2 separate regions of the Mus musculus genome follow, and region 1 is linked to region 2. Evidence: chromatin contacts called from public promoter capture Hi-C data. All regions are on one chromosome and are shown on one strand. The core of a region is the stretch at or near the end of the contact, and the rest is flanking DNA. Distances in the headings are between cores, read along the strand shown.

What was found. Promoter capture Hi-C pulls out the DNA fragments that hold promoters and counts their contacts.
Region 1: a promoter capture Hi-C map of pre-B cells shows a contact between it and region 2, with 2.3 times the contacts expected there. The contact joins the promoter of Prokr1 here to the enhancer-like site in region 2. A contact is called at or near these places in 5 of 39 promoter capture datasets (cranial neural crest, hippocampal neurons, liver and 2 more), 1 of 115 datasets of contacts at active chromatin or transcription factors (pancreatic cancer cells) and 1 of 9 other capture datasets (liver).

Annotation. Positions count from the first base shown.
Region 1 is chr6:87,587,941-87,592,462 of GRCm38.p6, forward strand. It overlaps Prokr1 (prokineticin receptor 1), which reads right to left and starts at 2,803. Exons shown (of 3, transcript NM_021381.4): 1 at 2,661-2,803; 2 at 437-1,066. The coding sequence starts at 921.
Region 2 is chr6:87,074,216-87,078,443 of GRCm38.p6, forward strand. Gfpt1 (glutamine fructose-6-phosphate transaminase 1) reads left to right here. Exons shown (of 19, transcript NM_013528.3): 13 at 2,042-2,162; 14 at 2,868-3,025. Among named protein-coding and RNA genes, the nearest start is that of D6Ertd527e, 28 kb to the right of the region's middle. Within about 2 kb of position 1,291, at least 74 of the 459 cell types and tissues checked have an H3K27ac peak or open chromatin away from gene starts, as enhancers often do. A contact at or near this core is called in pre-B cells, where this site is marked.

The DNA of each region.
Region 1 (4,522 bases), core at 1,553-4,052, 520 kb after region 2:
AGCCAGCAAATACAAGCTCTCTTTCTGCCCCACCTTTTTGTTCAAACCAACTCCTTCAATTTCATTTAAGAAAGTTAGTACTGGGAGAAGGTCTAGATGAGTTAGGAAATTCCCTCCAGACTCTCATGGTCCTGCAAGAAGTAACTCCTTATAACTTAGTCTTACCCCTCAACACTTCCTCCTACCTGTCTAAGTTGAGATCGGGCACATCTAGGAGAACATCCACAGAGACTGATCAAAGACTTCCCTATTGCCTAACTTCAGGCTTCAGCTGCCTCCAGCCCTGACTACCACTAGATGTCCAGTCAGTAGGCTTTTGAGTCCCCATGGTTCCCATTTATGGGTAATACAGTCACATGTCATCAGCACGCAACTATAGGAAAGGGAGAGGCAAGGCCAACACCCCCTTCTCTCTGTTCCTCTGTGTGGTACTCACCTGTCAATGGCAATGGCCAGTAGGGCGTTAGTGGAGACGTAGAGGGAGACGGTACGCAAGTAGTTGACAGAGGCGCACAGGACATGACCATGCTCCCAGGAGAGCTGGCGCACCACATAGTAGTCCATCTCAAAGGGGCAGCACACGATGGCCACGAGGAAGTCTGAAATGGCCAGGTTGGCGATAAGCAGGTTGGTGAGGTTGCGGAGCTTTTTGTAGCGGGCCAGGGCAGTGATAAAGATGAAGTTGCCGATGCCACACACTAGCATGATACCCACCAAAGCCATGCCAATGACAATCTTGGCAGCAAAGAAAGTCCGAGAATTGGTCACATCTTCCTCTTCATCCAGGGGCATGTCATAGTCACCGTAGCTGAAAGTGAATGGTAACGAGCCGGTTTGGGCTTCATGGCCATCGAGTGCAGAAAAGAAGTCGGTGAAGGTGTCTGTGGTATTCTCACCCAGAGCCCCGACAGTGGTCTCCATCTAGGCAGGTGCACACCCCTGGAGCAGTCCCACTGGCATCCGCAAGGTTGACGACTCCTCTCTGCAAGCACTTGGCTCTCCCTCGGTGAGTCAGATCTTTCCAGCCAGCATCTGCGGGACCCGGTATCTGAGTTCCATTTTCAACCTTCGAAAGACATACACACAATTGGTTACATGTTGGAGGGAACTTTGGATGAGTTTAAAATCATCCTGAAACCTATGCAGACCCATTAGCCACCTGCTCACGGCACACACAGATAATGGAGTGGAAGAAAGGGCCAGTGAGAGAACCCAGGAGAATGCAAACCACATATCCACTCAGCCGGGGAAGGCTGGAGGGCCGGGAAGACAGGCTCCAGCTCCATTTATTTCCACTCCAATGAAAACCAAAAAGCTATGCTCTTCCTCAAGCTGCGAGGGTGAGACGGTGGAACGCAGAGGAGGCCTGTCCTAAACCCCAATCCCTGTGTGAACACCTGAACTTTGTCCTTGTGGACAGCCCCATTCTGAGGTAGCAATAGCTGCTTCCCACAGCTGGAAAGAAAGGACTCGTCTTGGGGCTCAGCATAGCACAACTGCAAATTCACAGAGCCCTGAACACAGAGAACCGAACCTGGAGCCTCCGTTTACAGAGCCCTCCTACTGGAAGGCTTCTGCAAGCTTCCTGTGTCCCTGTCAAAAACCTGCTGTGGCTCTACAAGCTTGGCACACTATGTGCCAAGGCTCGTCCTAGTCGAAGGTCACAGTCACAAGCTGTCACTTAACCCAGAGGGCTAGAAGGGAAACCTGAGAGCAAAACCCCTTGGTGAGAGGTGTGTCCTCAGGTTAACAGCTTAAACACGCACGGTTTTCAGTTTAAACACGCAGGGTTTTAACATCCTCCAGGCAGATCGATACTGTCTGTAAAGATCAGAGCTGTTGGAGAGGCAGTGAGTGCTATGCCCCAGAACCACCCAAGTCAGTGCTCAGGCCTCCAGGCCAGCTGCAAGGAAGGGAGGGAATCCTGGACTAAAGACCAGCATCCCGCAGGGCAGGGATGGGGAGAGAGGGTCTGTCAGTAGTGAATCTCCCTCCTGACTTTTCCTTACACCTCTCCCAAGGCATCAGGCCAGGGAACTGGATATGGGAGAAGATCGGGGTCTGGAGTACACCCTAAATGTCAGAAGGAAATAAAATTGCTCAATCTGAGATCCTGGGAAAGGGAGGAAGTAAGTTGTCCCCAAGATTTGCCCCAAAAGCCTGCTGCCCAGTGATAAGGGGGCAGGGCTGAAGTCCCTCCGCACCCCAGGAGGTTCGTCCCACCTGAGCCCTCTCACAGTTCTTTCGTAGGCTTTGCCCTTCTCTCCTGGTCAGCTCAGCCCCCCCCCCCCCCCCCAGCTCTGCTCCCATTAGATAAGAGGCAGAAGGCAGAGCTGAGAGGCCAGCAGACGCTGCCCGGAGCCCAGGCTCATCCCTTCTGAGGGGTACCTCTACAAGCATGCTGCCAGCTCGGCTCAAAGTTAGGATTTAAAGAAACGGTCCAGAATCGCCTAGGAGAGAGAGACGGTTGGAGGACTTGTCCCCTGGTCTTTCCTGGAATTGTTCTCGCCCTGGGGAGCAGCCCACTACCTTATGTCCTCTGCTGCTGGGGCTGCAGTCCCCAAGGACCCTCTTCATTCACCTAAGGCTGTGAGCGGGCAGTCTAGGCTCCGTCCACCCTCTACACGTGGTTCTCAGAGCGTCTCCGGGGCTGTCGGTACCTGCGAACCAGAGCGAGGATCTCAGACGCTCCTCCGGAGCTCTGCAGCAAGGGCTAGGAGCACCTCTGTCTTCTGAGGGTCTTTCCGTGCTCGAGTGGCAGCTGGCCTCCTACTACTTCGGCGGACGGACACACTGAGCAGAGGCTAAGGCCAGCCAGCCCCGCCCACAGCACGCTGTCTCCGCCCCGCCCCGATGTTCCCGCCCATATTCAGTGATCTCCCTCCTGCTGTCTCTCCACTTTCCTCTCCCTTCTGTTCCCATCTTTCACTCTCTATCCCTCACTCTGGGGACAGGTCCCTAAGTCGAGTGGAACTGAGGATGCTGAAGTGTCAGGATGCAGAATGTGTGGCTCCGTGTGTCGCCTGAGCACCAACTCTAAGGCGACCCTGCATGGTGTGACCAGGCTCTGCCTTTCTTGAGCCCCTGGCACCTCGAGTTCACTGGCCCATTGCCGCCCGAGTGGGCGGACTGGTCACGGGAGCTTGGCGCCTTCAAAGGACAGAGAATCCCTTCCCCTGCTGTTCTCCCTGGCTGGGAGCGCTCAGACCTCACCCCTGGGCTTATCTCTGCAGCCCTCAGCTGAGAGCATTGTCTGCTGCCTGGCCTCTGTGGTAAGCTCTTAGGGATTTCTGGAGAATGGATTCAGGAAGGAAGCCTCTATGCCATGTCTGCTCAGCAGCATGACCAGGTTTCCAAGTGTTAAATAGGAATCACCATGCAGCCAGCAATCCCATCTAAAATACACGACTGGAAAAAAAATTGAAAGCAGGAATTTAGGTATGTGTACACCGATCCCCACAGCAGCTCTAGTCACTGTCATCAAAGGGCAGAAGCAACACAATGTCAATCAACTGATACAAAGAAAACAAAGGAGTGTGTGCATATCTTCGCAGTTTACTAAGCCTTCAATGTGTGTGAACTGTAACAGGTATAACTCTCGTGTGCAGTGGCAGAGGTGTAAAATGGCGTGGCAGCTGTGGGAAATAGTACAATGCTTCCTCAAAAGAAAAAAAAAAAAAAAAAAAAAAGGCTTTCCCTACCACCCAGCATCTCCACTCCAGGTAATTCCTTAAAATCAAATAAATACAGGGTCTCAAAAAAATCAAATAAATACAGGGTCTCAAAAAAATCAAATAAATACAGGGCCTCAAAGAGATGTTTGCAAATTCTGTTACAGTGTGGGCAGCCCTGAAGCCACGTGTATTAATTATTTTCCTCATTGCTGTAACCAACACTGGACAAAACCGGCTTGTCAAAGTAAGGGTGAGGTTAAGAAAGGATGCAATCAAAACACAAGAAAATCAAGAAGAGGGAAGACCAATGAGTGGATACGTCATTCCTCCTTAGATTAGGGAACAAAATACCCATGAAAGGAGTTACATCGACAAAGTTTGGAGCTAAGACGAAAGGATGGACTATCCAGAGACTACCCCACCCGGGGATCCATCCCATAATCAGCCACCAAACCCAGACACTATTGCATATGCCAGAAAGATTTTGCTGAAGGGACCCTGTTATAGCTGTCTCGTATGAGGCTATGCCAGTGCCTGGCAAATACAGAAGTGGATGTTCACAGTCATCGATAAGATGGAACACAGGGCCCCCAATGGAGAAGCTAGAGAAAGCACCCAAGGAGCTGAAGGGGTCTGCAACCCTATAGGTGGAACAACAATATGAACTAACCAGTACTCCCAGAGCTTGTGTCTCTAGCTGCATATGTAGCAGAAGATGGCCTAGTTGGCCATCACTGGGAAGAGAGGCCCATTGGACTTGCAAACTTTATATGCCCCAGTACAGGGGAACGCCGGGGCCAAGAAGTGGGAGTGGGTGGGAAGGGGAGCAGGGCGGAGGGAGGGTATAG
Region 2 (4,228 bases), core at 41-2,540:
AAGGGAGAGATTTCATAAGGGATCTATGTGCCAAAATTAATGAAAGCACGTAAGAAATCTCTTGTGAGTAGCCTATGAAATAGTGCTGTTTATTCTACTCATCCTAGACTGAATGTTTACTTTCATGATATAGTCAAGAGCGAGTGACAGGCACATGTCTTCTTTCAGTGTGTCTGTACCCGATTAGTAACAACTGCCTACGCTCAAGTTGGTCTGAAACCAGCACGCTTTCCAGAGTTTAACTGCCTCGTGGGCTTTCGGGTCATAGAATGGCATTTGCAGCATAAATAGTTATCTTTTTAGGTTAGGATGAAAATATTTAACTATTTGTAAAGTATTTCTCATCAACACATTAGTATGAGATACTTTTGGGTTACATTATTTTTAAATATCTGGTAGGTTGTTAGGTTTGTTTGTTTGAAGATAAATGCCAATATAATGCATTTGTAATCTAGGGGGAAATTTTTTTATTTTCATTTATTTGAAGGAAGACATCTAGCTTGCTAGTGTCAGTAACTGACTTAGAAATAGTTACAAATAAATTAGACCAACAGAAAAGTAATTAAAAATTGGAACATTTAATTTTCAAATACTTGGCATTTATGTTGCTGTCATATTGCTTAAAAACTACTAAACTAGAATCATTGTGGGACCAAACACAGAAGAACAATTCTGTTTGTGGGCAAGCAAAAGTGTAAGAGCTGTGGAATACAGACAACTTTGCAGGGGTTTTTGGTTTAAATTTCCCCCTTTCTCTCTCTCTCTTTCTTCCCTCCCACTCTTAACTCTCTTTTGCTGTGTGTGTGTGTGTGTTCCCCCTTTCTCTCTCTCTCTCTTTCTTCCCTCCCACTCTTAACTCTCTTTTGCTGTGTGTGTGTGTGTGTGTGTGTGTGTGTGTGTGTGTGTGTGTGTGTGTGTGTGTGAGCGTGTAGGGTTCCTTGGAGCTGGAGAATGCATGGTTGTGAGCCCTCAGTCACAGGTGTTGGGAGACAAACTCAGTCCTCTGCAGCTGCTCTCTTGCTCCAGCCTTTGTGGTTTTGTTGCTGTAGAGGAGGAATGTGCTATAAAGGAGGGGGCTAGTGACAGGCAGGGCAGGGCTGGCTGGCCTGAGGAACAGGTGAAAGGCTGCTGCTGACAGGAAGAAAATGTCTGTTATCAGCACTAAAGTTCCACCATGTGCCTGTACATCTGTAGGGCTGAAAAAAGACTGGTGCCTGAAGGTTTGCTTTCTGTTGTTTGTAATTTTCTGACCTTTAGAATAAAAGGAACTTAGTGAGAATGCGACTTAGTAAAAGGCTTGGGAATTCCCTTTGAACACAAGCGTGTTGCTTCCTCTTTCACACCATGCTCCATTGCTCCAAAGTTGACAACAAGGAGCTGCCCTAAACAGAACTTCTTAAATGTATTCACATTTTTGAAATAGTATTATTTATACATATAGTACATTTTTAAATTTCACTGAGTATGTACATTATTACAATTTAACTTTAATTTTATATGTTTAGAATTAGAGAATTAGTGATACACAAGTTGACTCAGAACAGTGCTTTTTCTGCTCAAATGTTTCATATTTGTGGATATATTTGCTTATAAGCATGTTTTCATAGAGCTTAGAATTATGGCTGACACCTGCAATCCCAGCACTCAGGAGGCTGGGACAGGCACTTACTGCAGATCTGAGGTCAGCTGGCTCTGTACTGAGTTCCAGATCAGTCTAGTGTTAAACAAAATAGAGCATCCACATTGGTAGTTTTTCTCAAAGAGTTGCACTGAAAGTTAGCAGTGCGTATCTCTTAGTAGTAGGGTGGTGAATGCATTAATTTTTTTCTTTAATTTGTGTTTCTTAGTGGTTTCCAAATGTATGCCTTGTTTTTCTGTGGCAGTGCTGTGGTGGGGCCTAGGGCCTTAAGTGAGCTAGGCCAGTGCTCACCACGGAGCTACCCTCTCGTCTGTGTGCTCACTTTGTAATTAGAAAAGTGGAGACCAAAGAAGTTCAGTGAAAAAGGATGTCCTAAGGCAGAGTGTGTTCTTTTCCCTGTAGACCCGTCAGGTCCTGGAGGAGCTGACCGAGCTGCCCGTGATGGTGGAGCTTGCCAGTGACTTCTTGGATAGAAACACTCCAGTCTTTCGAGATGATGTTTGCTTTTTCATTAGTCAATCAGGTGTGTTCATTTTAAACTTGAAGGGGAAAAAGTTATTTTAAGTCAAGTTTCCTAATAAGCCAACCCTATCTTTTAAACTGACACTTAGCAGGGTGTGGTGGCTCACACCTTTAATCCCAGGCAGGCAGATTTCTGAGTTTGAGGCCAGCCTGGTCTACAGAGTGAGTTCCAGGACAGCCAGGACTACACAGAGAAACCCTGTCTTGAAAAAAACAAAACAAAAAAAAACCAAAAAACCCAAAAAACCCTGACACTTAAACTGGCATTTCAGATGGCCTGGTAAATACCGATTGTCTTCGCTTGTACTAATACATTCTTTAAGACTTAGTAAAAATGAACATCTTTTTTTACATATAGCTTATAGAGTTTAATTTTCAGATAAGAAACAAAAACTGATCCTAGAAATCCTAGGTTTTGTTGTTGTTTGAGACAGGGTATCACTATGTAGCCTTGGCTGGCCTGAACTTAGCTAGGTAGACCAGGCTGGCTTCCAACTCAGTGATATGCCTGCCTCTTCAACCCAAGCCCTAGGATTTAAGGTGTGTGCCCCATGCCTGGCTATGTCTTATAAGTTTAATAAGAGCATGCCTTATGCTTTATTTAAAACAAGTGATAGTATTAAAAGCATGGCAGTCGGTTGGTTTTTCGTGTATGAAACTGCATCCTCTGAAACTGCTCTCTGTTACTGTTGTCCATTTTACACAGGCGAGACAGCTGACACCCTGATGGGACTTCGTTACTGTAAGGAGAGAGGAGCCTTAACTGTGGGGATCACAAATACAGTCGGCAGTTCTATATCAAGGGAGACAGATTGCGGGGTTCATATTAATGCTGGTCCTGAGATTGGCGTGGCCAGTACAAAGGTAAATTTTTGGTTTCTTCCATGGAAGTTACTTAACCATACTGTTGGTAAGAGACTCTGATCTGTGGGGCAGTTACTGTACTCTCTTCTCTTAGGGAGGAGAGCAGGAGGAATCCCTGGGGCTTGTTAGTCATCAACTTAGCTCCAGGTTCAGTGAGTGACTGTGTCTTAGGGAACACGACAGAGATTGATAGAGCAGGACACCCGATGGCCTGCTCTCCTGTGCATCTGCACGGATACATGTATGTGCACTCACAGTTAATGTGTGCATACATGTGTGTGCACTCACAGCTCATGTGTGGATACATGCATGCTTACTCACAATGCCCGTCTCTCCCTTCCCCACACAGTCAAATAAATAAAACTTATTTATGTATATGAATACACCTTCACTGTCCTCAGACACAGCAGAAGAGGGCATAAGATCACATTACAGATGGTTGTGAGCCACCATGTGGTTGCTGGGAATTGACCTCAGGACCTCTGTAAGAGTAACCAGTGCTGAGCCATCTCTCCAGGCCAGCATTAAAACTTATACATCTGTTTCTGTTTAGATAGTGCATCTGTAGAAGCTTAAAAATACTTTTGTTTTAAAGGTGTATAAGTCTGCTTTGCTCTTTGAAGTTGAGATATGAATAAATGTAAGAAATATCCAACTCTTTGCAAGCTGTATTGATATAAAAGATTACTCTCCACAAATATGTTGCTTTTTATAATTTTGAAAGTTTAGTTTTTTTTCTGCTTAAGCTTAACATTTTTTGTTGATTCTCTAATAAGATATTTGTCAGTGGTTTAGGCTTTAATCTATAAAGTCTTATGGAAAACTTTTTGTAGGAAAATATATAATTCTTGTTAAAAATTTTTGAGTTTTTTGTTTTGAGAGCCTTGGTATTACTATACTTTCCACATAGCTGAAATGTAGATTTTCTTCACATCATAAGATGTGACTTCATCCTTGGTGAATGCATAGCTAGCTCTTTGCAGCTGTGTTGAGACAGCCCTGGTGCAGTGTGGGAACACAGGCTCCTCATCCAGAGCATGTTGTGAACCACTGCACTTCCACATGGTGTGGCCGTACAGGACGAGGAGTTGCAAGGGAGTAAGTCTTTCACTTACGAGAGCTCTAATTTCCTTCCCTCGTTTTACTATGAAGGTTCGCATGCATGGAGTGGTTACAGTGACCTTAACACCCACCCTTAGTCTT